2 separate regions of the Triticum aestivum genome follow, and region 2 is linked to region 1. A link is a contact called in public Hi-C data. All regions are on one chromosome and are shown on one strand. The core of a region is the stretch at or near the end of the contact, and the rest is flanking DNA. Distances in the headings are between cores, read along the strand shown. Region 1 holds the start of LOC123092785 (UDP-glycosyltransferase 83A1). Region 2 holds the start of LOC123092786 (thaumatin-like protein 1).

What was found. A called contact is a pair of places that touch in the nucleus more often than the background predicts.
Region 2: a Hi-C map of leaf shows a contact between it and region 1, with 3 times the contacts expected there. The contact joins the promoter of LOC123092786 here to the promoter of LOC123092785 in region 1. A contact is called at or near these places in 2 of 5 Hi-C or Micro-C datasets (both in leaf).

Annotation. Positions count from the first base shown.
Region 1 is chr4B:473,105,735-473,108,282 of IWGSC CS RefSeq v2.1, reverse strand. LOC123092785 (UDP-glycosyltransferase 83A1) reads right to left here and starts at 1,270. Exons shown (of 2, transcript XM_044514612.1): 1 at 713-1,270; 2 at 1-397. The coding sequence starts at 1,232.
Region 2 is chr4B:473,615,852-473,618,399 of IWGSC CS RefSeq v2.1, reverse strand. LOC123092786 (thaumatin-like protein 1) reads right to left here and starts at 1,273. Exons shown (of 3, transcript XM_044514613.1): 1 at 735-1,273; 2 at 1-627. The coding sequence starts at 789.

The DNA of each region.
Region 1 (2,548 bases), core at 21-2,520:
GCCGCGGTCATGATGCTGATGCTTCCGAACGCCACGTACACGACGGATCCGCGGGGTTGCCCGTCCAGGAAGGACGTGCAGGCGTCGTCGTCGGCGTGCCAGAAGTGCCCCACGGGCGCATGTCTCGTCGGCCGTTGCCATGTGCGGAGCGGGCCGATTGGGAGGATGGTAGCCGGCGTGGGGCCGGTGAAGACGGCCGGCTCGATGTCGGAGAATGTGTTGCAGAGGAGAAAGTCGGCCTTCTCAGCGGCGGCCTGCGCGGTGGAGGTGAGGTAGTGGAACACCAGGCGCTCGGCGTCACGGTTGCCCATGTAATTCCAGGCGAGGAAGGTCGCGTCCATGGACGCTGTGGACTCGTTGAGATGGAATGAGTTGTTCTTCAAGTTAACGGGTGCTCCTGCAGCGTAGAATTATGACTTAATACGCGATTTGAAGCTCAACCGAACACAATGGGGACAACGATTGCACTTCCTGAAATATCATTTTTAGCATAATATGATTTGTAAATGGGCGGTGACCATAGATGCATTTCTTCATAACATTTTCAAACTGTTGTAGACGTTGAAATAATTTTCGGCAGAATGCAGATTGTCGTTGGATAACTGTTTGTTGGACAAACGACATGTGAGCATGTGAGGCCTACAGTGAAGCCCATAAATTGCAGCAACGACTTTGACGAGAATACAAACACGAGTTGCGTTGCTTATCTTACCGTCGTCATCGATGACGCCATCGCGTATCAGTCTCTTGGCGTTGACCAGCACCGAGAGCACGGCCGCAGACGCCGGCCAGAGCGCGGCCGACGGGAGGCCCCGACGCTTCACAACATCCAGCGCCCACGACATGCCGGAGTCGACCACCACACATGTCACCTTTCCCAGCCCCTCGCCGGCCGCGTCCTCGCCGTCGAGAAGCGCCTCCAGCTGCGGCGGGATGGCCTCCTGCATGGCGGCGTTGAGCAGGATGAGGTTCTCGTGGTCCCCGGCGTCGTCCATCCCGTCTTCGACCGCAACGAGACGCAGCCGTCCTCCTCCTGCTGAAGAGTATGCCGTCGCCGCGCCACCGGCGGCTGCGACGACGCGGCGGTGGTTGAACTTGGTGTTGACGAAGGTGACGGCGAAGCCGCGGTCGAGGAAGCGGTGGGCGAGCTCCATGAACGGGATGACGTGGCCCTGCGCCGGGTAGGGGAGGAAGAGGGCGTGCGGCGACGCAGGCGCGGCGGAGGTGGCCATCGCGTGCGTGCGTGGGAACGGGAAGTATTTGTGTGATGATCTGCCGTTTCATTTGCTTGCTCGTTGCTGCTTAAATACGGCGCGGGCCGGAACTGTGCGTGTGCGGGTCAAACCATTGCCGTGTCGCATGCTTCGGCGGCTACCACGATTCTCTGATTTTCCATCCAAAAGATCAAGCCGGTACGCAACGCAGCGTTCATACTACTTGAGGATAGGCTAGGTGTAAGTTCACTGATTTTCATTTTTCGGTCAGCCGACTGACCAAAAACTTCTGTCAGTCGATTCGCTGCTCACATCAAAAGTTTCCTACTGTGCGCACCTGCATGCTTCCTACTCGAGCGTTGTACTAGCTGCTCACTTGTCATTACCCATGAGAGCATCTCCAACAGCCGTTCAACGAGCGGCGCGCTAAAATTCAGTTTGCAGCGCGCCGATGTGTGGCGGGGAGCGTTGGCTCCAGCAGACGCGGTAAAATGCACTGCGCGCGTAGCTTCGGCAAGCGCGCTAAAATGTAGCCGCGCTCTCACACAAACACTTTTTTTAACGGTGCATACATATTTTGTTCATAGATAAAAATGATACATAGTTCATAGCATAATAAAAAAACGGTACAAAGATATTTTACATAGTTCATAGCATAGATAGATAAAGAACTACGGTGCAATTAGATAATAAAACTATGGTGCAACTAGAACCTACTCCCAGTCGTCGTCCTCCTCCTCCTCCTCATCATCGGTGGTGGTGTCCGAGGTATCGAGCCAGATGTCTTCCGAACGGTCATCTTCGGGGGAGAAGAACGACGTCCCGCCTGCCTCGACGATATCACACTGCATTATGGCTAGTGCCTTGCGTCGACCCCTATTCGACACGCTCCGCGTGGCGCCTTGCCGTCGTCTTCACCCAGAAGGCGTCCTCGGTGGCGACGTCCTTCGGGTGGCGCCGGCGCCACTCCGCCATGTCTCGCTCGTCCTCCTCGGCGATGAGGAGGCGGCGCTAAAGCCGACGGTGGTCCTCATGGTCCTGGTCTGTAATTAGACGAGGCAGAGGGGCGACGCGCTGCGCCTGCTCGCGCGTGTAGACGTCGTGAAAGTTCAACTGCGTGTGAGGCCTCCCTAGGCGCCACGTCGCCGCGTCGTACTTGCGGGCGGCCTCGTGCGCGGTCTCGAACGTGCCGAGGCTGAGGCGGACCTCACCGGAACGGATCTCGACGTAGTAGGCGTCGGAGGGGCGCTGGCGGACGCCGCGGTAGCCAGATGATCCCCGGTGGCACGGTGGTGGCGGGGCGCTGAAGCGGCGAGAAAGCGGTGGAAGCGGCG
Region 2 (2,548 bases), core at 24-2,523, 510 kb before region 1:
TGCTGGTGGGGTCGTCGAAGGCGTAGCTGTAGGAGCGCGGGCACGCCAGCTTGAACGCCTGCGAGTAGGCTGTGGGGTGGCAGGTGTTGGGGTTGGCGAACGCGCCGCTGCAGCAGTATTCCGGCTTGCCGAACGCGTCGCACGCGCTCCGGCACGCGCCGCCGCCCGCAGACCGGAGCTCCGTGGGGCACCGCAGGTTCAGGTCCGCTGAGCAGCCCGCCGCGGCGCACGTCGTGCCGGTGGGGCTGCTCCCCGCGGGCTCCACCAGGATCGGCAGGTTGTAGCCGTCCACGAGGCTCACGTCGTAGAAGTCGTTGTGCCCGCCGCCGTCGAGCGTGAACTCCGCCAGTGTCGCGGGCGTCGCCCCGTCCCGGCCGGCGCACTCCAGCGTGCCGGTGCCGCAGTCGCCCGTGGCGCACGCGAACCGCCCGGCCGCGTCCTGCGCGCAGCCCGTGCGCGCCCACATCCGGCCTGACCAGCCGGTCGGGAACGGCAGCGCGCGCGCCGCGCCGGGCGGGAGCGCGAAGCCCGTGGGCTCGATCCTCGCCGTCCCGGCGTTGGACAGGATGCCCGGCCACACCGTCCCCGTGCACCGGTTCAGGAACGTGAATGTCACAGCTCCACCCTCTGCACCAAGCAAACACAACACAAATACGATGTCAATTCAGCTCGTCATTACAAGAACTCCTCCTACAATCAACTTCACTCGATTTCTTCTACGACGATCGAATTACCTCTCAGGCATATACAAAGCAGAGCAACGACGACGCAAACTCTTTGGATTCCCATGTTCTGTTCTTGAAGCAATGCAGCTCGGCTTGGTGCTGGTGGTCACTAATGGCGAGGGCAAGGAGAGGTATATAGTGTCATTACAGCGTAGACGCAGACGCAACCTGTCAGTATCAGTACTGGCAGTCCAGCAACTCCGGCTCCAGTACTACTAGTTTAGTACAGCAGTGGGAGACAGTAGAGGGAGGTAGAGAAGTCTCGGCCTGGGAGGGAGGAGCAACCACCCATAAACTATCAGGATTAGGATGAGAGGCAGAGGCTAGAGAGTGGAGGAGCGGGAAGAAGGGGAATCTGAGCACTCCCTCCATGGCCGTATTTATAGCCTTAAGAGCGGCCGTTCACTGACCAGCTTTTATCATGCTTTCACTTTACTGAAGAAAGAATGGAATGGGGCTTGATTGGATTCAGATAACCTTTTCTTCTCTGCAATTTGCATCCGGAGGCGAAGGTCTAGGGCTAATTGTTCCCTGCTATTTCCACCATGGGCCGATCAGGATTATATCGGGGTTTGGTGCTTGGCTATGGCCGTATCTTTTGGCAGAAAGGCGCGGATTGTGCGATGAGATTTAGTGGAGGGCCAGGATGGCTATGGCTTAACCGACAGTTGTGGGGATTATTGAAGGATAAGATAATGGAATGGAGGAACCTTGCTGAAAATCTTGTTGACAATCTTGGTGCTGAATGCATCCAAGCTGATCTCTGAAAGCTCAGTAGTCGGCACTTGCATGTGCACTTATAATCCGGTTGTTGCTTCGTTTCTGAAGCGAGCAGTAAATGTCTTGAGAGAGATGGAAAACTGAAGAACTGAGATGGTTAGTGCTGGCAATCAGCTATCCAATAAAAGAGTGTTGTTCCTTAAATGACGTACTGTGTGCTTCAAGTTTACTGGACCGTCATATCTCGGTGACGTATCTGTGCAGTCTGACTTGCTGATGTGAAGAGAGTCAAGTTAATTCAGTGCAAGAAGTGAAGGCTGAAATACTGAACAGCTCGCTGCTACGCATTACAGCGAGGCAACGTTCTGAAACGAAAGATGAAGTCCCATGTGCTTATCTTATCCACACAAAAAAAGTCCCAGGTGCTTAGATCCAAATAAAATGGCACTTAGTTTCAAAGAAAGAAAAAGGAAAAATGGCACTTGGTTAGTCGGTAGACGGTGACGGTTTTGGCAAGTATTTGAAGACACTGTCTCTCGTCTCTCACTCCCTCTCTCTGACGGTTTTGGCAAGTATTTGAAGGCACTGTCTGTCATCTCTCTCTCTTTCTCTCTCTCTCTCTGAGGAGCCGTATTTGAAGACATGCCTATATTATGTCCTAAATATGTTCAGGTTTAGTTCTTGACACTTTGATGGATTTGCGAGAGGTGCATCCCAAGGGTGACAGTTAAATTTTCTCTTGCGAATGGTTAGGCGATCTAGAGGCGATTCTCTCCACCATTTTCTGATGTGTGCGCTGACGCCCGTCTACCGCAAATCTAAGCCCCCAGCAACCCGACCACCGCAAATCTAAGCCCCCAGCAACCCAACCACCACATTGGGTAGCCATCTGACCACATCTTGTCACCCATCCACCACAGAAGCCTTTGGTGTGCGGCTAGGGCGCACAATCGTACACCACTGGTAAACCCTAGTTCCCTTCTCCTGAGTCTTTGATTCCAGTTGTCCACGGAGCAGATGGATCGTGTGAAAGGCCTGATGAAGGGGTTGAAACCGTTCGATCTAGAGAGTAATGGGGGGAGGATTGCATGGAGTGATGGAAA